2 separate regions of the Sus scrofa genome follow, and region 1 is linked to region 2. A link is a contact called in public HiChIP or PLAC-seq data. All regions are on one chromosome and are shown on one strand. The core of a region is the stretch at or near the end of the contact, and the rest is flanking DNA. Distances in the headings are between cores, read along the strand shown. Region 1 overlaps CTIF (CBP80/20-dependent translation initiation factor). Region 2 overlaps CTIF (CBP80/20-dependent translation initiation factor).

Region 1 (3,346 bases), core at 472-2,971, 160 kb after region 2:
GTTGTGGCTCAGTGTTACGAACCCGACTAGTGTCTGTGAGGATGCAGGTTCCATCCCTGGCCTTGCTCAGTGGGTTAAGGATCCGGCATTGCCGTTAGCTGTAGTGTAGGTGGCAGATGAGGCTCAGATCTGATGTTGCTGTGGCTGTGGTGAAGGCTGGCAGCTGCAGGTCCGATTAGACCCCTAGCCTGGGAACCTCCATATGTGGTACATGTGGCCCTTAAAAAAGAAAGAGAGAGAGAGAGAGAAAGAAAGAGAGGGAAAGAAAGAGAGAGAGAGAAAGCAAGAAAGAGAGAGAAAGAAGAGAGAGAGAAAGAATGAAAGAAAGAGAAAGAAAAGGAAAGGAAAGAATATTGACTCACAGGCTCACTCACCCAAAGAGATCAGCTCAATTTAGAAAGAGTCACTCCATTATGAAAATGTATACTTTGGTAAGGGTAAGGATCTAAAACCAAACACACTTCCAGGTGCCACTTAAATAGTCTTATCTCCAATCTTAGACTTGGCAGCGAGTACTTCTGCTGTCCCCAGGCAGCCCAGGCCCTGTTCTCAGCCCAGGCCTGTCTGCCCCTCCATTTGGGTGGCTGCTGCTCCGAGTACAAATGCTAATTATGCCTTGAGCACAGCCCTATTTTTCTCTGCTTAATTGTCCCAGGCACAGCTGTCCCTGCCCAGTTGGTCCTTGGTTACTTCCGCGCACCCAAACACACCGCAGGACCAGCTAAGCTCCCTCACCCAAGGGGCAGCCTCCAGCCCAGCTTCTGTGATGTGGCTTCAGACCCTACCCACCACTCCCACCCCAGGAAGATGGGAACCGGGCTGCTGCAGGCTTTTATCCTTCGTGATCACGCTCAGAGCTGTCAGCAAAGGCTCCTTCAGCATCCATGCTTGGGGCAGCATAGCCCCTTGCTGGTTACTTGTACCCTTCCCCACTCACACTCCCTGAAAAGTCTAGAACTGGTAGGAGGGACCCTTGGTTAACTTGACATACCATGAAGAACCTTCTGAGAAGCTTCTTCCCTGGTGCAAGAAAAGATGAGTTGGAGGAGTTCCCGTTGTGGCTCAGTGGAAAAGAACCCGACTAGTATCCAGGGAGATGCAGGTTCGCTCCCTGGTCTCGCTCAGTGGGTTAAGGATCCAGCGTTGCTGTGGCTGTGGTGTAGGCTGGCAGCTGCAGCTCTGAATCGACCCCTAGCCCAGGAACTTCCATATGCCGCAGGTGTGGCCCTAAAGAGAAAATAGAAAAAGAAAAGGTGGGTTGGCACAGCCTTCAGATGACTGTGTGCCCATCAGGGAGCAGGGCTGGACCCCCGCCTAGAGTGGCCCCCGACTCTGTACACAGGGAGGCCTTTCCTCTGAAGCCAGTGGGTCACCGTCTGTGGCAATGCCCGCCTCCTGGTCTCTGAGACTGCAGAGAAATCAGCCCTCTGTCCATACCTGCCTTCTCGTCACTCCTTCCTGATTAAATTTCTTTTTCTGGCTTCTAGAAAGGAAACGTCTTGTGCTCCCAGGAGGCATCCCACCTTTCCCACTGTCCTCTGAGGTGTTTAAGCCCAAGGGAGGGTGGGAGGGGAGGAGGGGGAGGCCTCACGCAGGGACTTGGGTGGCAAGACAGCAGCTCGGCCACCCGGGAAAGCTCACCCAGGGGAGGAAAGAGCTGTTTCGCAAGCGAGGCCGGGCGGGCACTCTGAGCTGGCCCATCGGCCCTGGCACGCGGCTGTGCCTGTTAGGAAATCCAGGAGCCGCTCTGTCTGCTTTCCAGCAGGCGCCACTTCTCTTTCCACTGCTTTGCTCAATTCACGGCTCGTCTCCAGAGCCAGGCTGGCGGGCGGGTGGGCGGGCGGGCCGGGCACCCTTTACTACAGGCCCATTGCCCGGGAGTGCCCGCTCCTGCCTCGGCCTGTGTTATCCCAGGGGTCCCTGGGCCTGGGCTGCAGAACCTCGCCGATAAGGCCAGCCGGCTCTCGTGGTCATCTCGGGTGGGAGGGCAGGGTGACTCTCGGGGAAGGATTCCAGACTGTTTCCTTCTCAGTGGAGCTCCAACGCCCTTATCTCCTTTCCTGCCAGGCGGGACTCCTCACTAGTCGCACACAAAAGAAAACCCCACCCAAGACGTACAACCCCCCACAGGCTTGAACGGGGGGTGGGGTGGGGGGAGCTTACCTCTGGTTCCATTCAGGCCACTTGGTTATCAGTCAGGGGAGCAGTAAGTGCAGCTTGAGCTACTATTATATATTTGGTCCAGGAGGGGTGGAAGGGCAAGTTGAAGAGACAAGGACATCTGAAAAATGTAGCCACCTTGGAGGCTGGCTGAAAGCTTTTGGCCCTGTCAATCAATGGAGAGGTTTCTTGGAGGAAAAATAACCACAGCATGGAGGCGGGGGTGGGGGGGGGGCGTCAAGGCCAATCACAAGGTCCAGAGATGGGGGTGGTTATGGGCCCAAGTAGAACAAGGGCTGGGAGATGTAAGAATAAGTATGCCTCACTCAGCCCCTCACTTGAGCGTCTTGCAGGCATAAATCTTATTTCTAATTTATAGAACACAGGGATACAGGAATAATGGTTATGGGGATATGGAAAAGTGAAGCTGAACAGAAACAGACTCATGGACATGGAGGGGATGCGGGAGGGAGTAGGATGGACGGGGAGTTTGGAATTAGTAGATGCAAACTATTGCATTTAGCATGGATAAGCTGTGAGGTCCTGCTGTATAGCGCAGGGAACTATATCCAATCACTTGTGATAGAACATGATGGAATATAAGAAAAAGAATTCATATATATATATATATATATATATATATATATATATATATGATTGGGTCATCACTTTGCTGTACAGCAGAAACTGACAACATGGTAAATCAACTATAATTTTGAAAAAAATTAAAAAGAAAACGGAAGCTCAGAGCTATCAGCTGATTGCAGGGTTTACAAGGCTCGTCACTGAGAACTGAAAGTAAAGCCCAGGCCTTGCAGGTCCTGACATTGTCCCAGGCTCCCTGGGAGAAGAGCAATACTACCCTGGCGCCTTCAAACTTGCTGTAGAGCTGCACTTCCTGGAGGCAAGGAGCTGGCCTAGTTGACCTTCCAAGGTCTCATTCCAGCCCAGTGGCTGTGGGGCCCCCGATTCTATGGGCGAGTTGCTATGGGAACTATAACTTTGAATTTCCTGGCTCTGGGGCTGTGAAAATCACAACCTGAACCTTCCGTTGATGTGGGTTTCTCGATTAATTTCCTGTTTGATTGTTTACTTTAGAGAGCGGAAAATGCCTTTGCAGGCAGCTAGTTCCCTCCACCAGAGAAGCTTCTCACACCCTCCCCTGCCCCCACCAAAACCCACAAGG
Region 2 (3,584 bases), core at 774-3,273:
TGGTGTAGGTTGCAGATGCGGCTTGGATCATGCATTGCTGTGGCTGTGGCATAGACTGGCAGCTGTAACTCTGATTCGACTCCTAGCTTGGTAACCTCCCATATGCCACACTTGCAGCCCTGAAAAGCAATCAATCAAATCAATCAATCAATTTATCGATCAAAATTTTTAAAAATCCAAGAGATCTGAAAGAACACCCATGTGCCCGTGTAGACCTCAGGCCGAGAGCAGAGCTGCCTCTCCAGCTGCGTGTGAGACCCCGTCCCTCATACCTGGGGTGTCCTTTCCTCTCCCTTCTCCAGATCTCCCCGCTGTCAGATTTCACCCCCTTTGTGAAACCGTCCTAGACCAACCAGCCCACCCCGGACCTCAGGGATTCCATGGGCCTTTGAAGGAGCTGGTGCTAGGCCACTTTTGAGCTTCTCCAGTTGTTTCTTGCCTCTCCATGTGCTCGTGCTTCCTGGAGGAGGCAGACGACAGCCTGGGCCTTGAGTCTTGGCCAGGGAGGTGGACCTATAGAGAGAAAAGGAAAGGGTGTGGCATGAAGGATCGCAGGAGTGGATGGGCAGCGGTTCAGAAGAAACGGAGGCCATGGAGAAATGATTGGAGGAGTCCCGGAGTTCCGGAGGGCCCTTCCCAACAGCAGAGAGACCAGTTGGGGCAAGCGCTCGAGGCCTTCCTTGGGAGCGGACCAAATAGGGACTCAGCTGAATGTTCTTGAACAGAGAAATGTACGAGGGAAGGAAGGTTTATGGAGCCAGGGCAAATGAGCAATCCTTAGGCCGGCTTTCTGGGACCTATGTGGAGTTCCTATGATTGTACATATCTTCCCACGGTGGCCGAGGAAGGAAGTTTTGTTTCTTCGTTGGGGACCGGCCAGAGTCCCTTTAAAACAGGACTTGCCCCCAGTAGAGAGGTCATCTGGTCCATGACTTGCTTCAGGCCAGGCCATACCCAGAATCCTTCGCTGAATGACAGAGGGCTTGATCCTCAGTTGGGGCAGGGTGGGGCAGAGGCAGGCCCAAGAGAGGCCAGACTCAAGTCGGCCTCCCTCACGACCTCTGGGGGGGCCCAGGACACTTCCCAGACAGCAGGAGCTGTGCTGCCCAGCTCTGCTCCAGAAGGGCTCGGATTCAGGACAAGGACGCCAGCAGAGGTGCCAGGTGCCCAGTGCCAAGAGCAGGCCCTCAGCTGGCTTCCGAGGCCTTAGCTACTGATGCTCAGAGAGAGGCAGATCCACCCTCCTGCACACACCCACCCGAATGACACAACAGTCCTGAAACCCGGCCTGCAGCCCCACCGCCGCTTCCTAGATCAGCTTCCCAGGGCTAGAGTGACCCCCCTGGCTGGTCTGGGGATGTCCTGGTGACTTGGGCTGGTCCTGATTCAACAAGGTTGCACCCGGGTCCAGCACCTTCCTGCTCTGTCCTTGGCGGCGGGTGGCAGGAGCAGCGGAGGCTGGGGGAAGAGGAAGGTGTTGCTGAGGGTGTGAAGCATCCATTATTCCTTTATTAGCCACGGTGCCATTTCTGGTCGCGTTCTCCTTCCTGGCGGCCGTGAGCTGGGAGGCGGAGAAGCCTAGTTATTTTCGTTTACCCCAGCTCCTCTCACTGGGAGCCGCCGCCGCCGCCGGGGGGCCCGGGGGCGGGGGCGGACAGGGCTACGTGCTCTGGAGCAGGCGTTTGTGAATGGGCCCTGGCTCCCAGGCCACCCCGACGGCAGGCGCCCCCCGCCCCCCCCAGGACGCGCTGACTCTCACTGGCTGGCCGGCGTCGCTTCTAGCCTTGCAGTGGCCGGCAGGAGGAAGCTTTCTTCTGGCCCAAGAACAATACCAGGGTCAGCCCGGGGACCTCCCTCCTACACCCTCTTCCTTCCATTGTGAACCGGGGCACAGTCCCAGGCCGCTTGGCTCTGCAGGCTGCGGGGGAGGGGGGGCCTGGGACGGGGAGAGATGAGCAGTGTGTGTGACACCTCCCCGTCGTCTGCCTCCACTTCCCAGGCTGGCCAGGGTTCTGGAGGCAGCAGATGGGCAGACGGAAGAAGCATGTGTGAGTGGCCACTGGGTCCCTGTGCTTTGCAAGGGACTGCCAGCGGGGCGACGCCACAGGCTGGGTGGCAGCACGCCCTGTCCCCTGCCCCCGTGGAATCACAGATTGTCAGGGCTGGAAAAGGCCTGCCCAGACCCTCTAGCCATCACCCCATTACACAGACAGGGGAACTTAGACCCCAAAAGGTAAAGGTTTTACCAGACGTCCTCTTGCCCTGCTTACAAATCCTTCAGTGATTCATTCCCGAGGCCTTATGGGGAAACCTCAGACTTTCCTACAGCCCCGGTGCCTGATGGCTTCCTAGGTTTCTCTCCTGGGACTTCCTGCCTTTGACTAGTTAATGCTCCCTGATTCAGCAGCACCAGTGCTGAGCCCCCCCCCCCCGCCCCCGCCACATTTGCCTCCCTGCCACATACCTATTCTTCAAAGACTGCTTGAAAGTCATCTTCTCTACGCTGCCCTCCCTGATAACTCACTTCCTTTTGCTTCTCCTGGGCTCCTCCAGTGCTTAATATATCCCTATAAATGGGCTGCCCTACACCTCACTGGGTGCCCGTGTGTCTCTCCTCACACATATGTACCTCTCCCCACACCACACGCTCCACATCCTACTCTCCTTTGCAGCCCTTAGGACACTGGTTCTCCAAGTGTGGTCCTCAGACCAGTAGCATGAGTATCACACAGGAACTTGCTAGAAATGCAAATTCTGGAGTGCTCCTCATGGCTCAGTGGAAACTGACTAGCATCCATGAGGATGCAGGTTCAATTCCTGGCCTTGCTCAGTGGGTTAAGGATCCAGCATTCCCATGAGCTGTGATGTAGGTCACAGACATGGCTTAGAGCTGGCATTGCTGTGGCTGTGGTGTAGGCCAGTGGCTACAGCTACAATTTGACCCCTAGCCAGGGAACCTCCATATGCCATGTGTGCAGCCCTTAAAAAAGAAAGAAAGAAAGAAAGAAATGCAAATCCTTAGCGGCCTTCCCCCCTTTCACTGCTTCTGACCAAGCAACTCTAGGGGTGGGGCCAGCAATCTGTGTTTTGACAAGCTCTCCTGATGGATGCTCAAGTTAAGAACCAGTGCCTGAGGACCTACTTGTAGGCCAATTGGCCCTTAATATTTTTTTCCCTATCTTTTTAAAAAAATTGAGATCTGTTTGACAGCATTGTGCAAGTTTAATGAATAGGAGATATTGACTTGATACATTTACATTGCAGTGTGGTAGAAATGTACTGTTAGCTAACACCTCTACCAGGTCACAGAATTAGTATTTCTTTTAGTGTTGGAAACAAGTAAGCTCTAGTCTCTTGGCAAGTTTCATGTTTATACCCGTTCTGTTGTCTGTCTTGGTAACTTCTTGATAATGTTGCCAGTAATTGACATCACCTATGGCTTTCTATTTGCTGACAACATATTTGGTTGTTTATTCTTTTTTTAAATTTATTTGTTTTGTATTTTTATTTTTTTGTCTTTTTAGGGCCACACCCACGGCATATGAAAGTTCTCATGCTAGTGGTAGAATCAGAGCTGCAGCTGC

The links. HiChIP or PLAC-seq counts read pairs in DNA pulled down with a chosen protein or histone mark.
Region 1: a contact with region 2 is called in an H3K27ac HiChIP or PLAC-seq map of skeletal muscle, with 5 times the contacts expected there. The contact joins two enhancer-like sites. A contact is called at or near these places in 3 of 47 Hi-C or Micro-C datasets (embryonic fibroblasts, heart right ventricle and retroperitoneal adipose tissue) and 2 of 2 datasets of contacts at active chromatin or transcription factors (alveolar macrophages and skeletal muscle).

What each region holds. Positions count from the first base shown.
Region 1 is chr1:98,431,535-98,434,880 of Sscrofa11.1, forward strand. The region is part of intron 10 of CTIF (CBP80/20-dependent translation initiation factor); the gene reads left to right. Among named protein-coding and RNA genes, the nearest start is that of SMAD7, 110 kb to the right of the region's middle. Within about 2 kb of position 1,722, at least 37 of the 83 cell types and tissues checked have an H3K27ac peak or open chromatin away from gene starts, as enhancers often do. A contact at or near this core is called in alveolar macrophages, retroperitoneal adipose tissue and skeletal muscle, where this site is marked.
Region 2 is chr1:98,272,593-98,276,176 of Sscrofa11.1, forward strand. All of the region lies in intron 6 of CTIF (CBP80/20-dependent translation initiation factor), which reads left to right. Among named protein-coding and RNA genes, the nearest start is that of TRNAD-GUC, 46 kb to the left of the region's middle. Within about 2 kb of position 2,024, at least 29 of the 83 cell types and tissues checked have an H3K27ac peak or open chromatin away from gene starts, as enhancers often do. A contact at or near this core is called in alveolar macrophages, retroperitoneal adipose tissue and skeletal muscle, where this site is marked.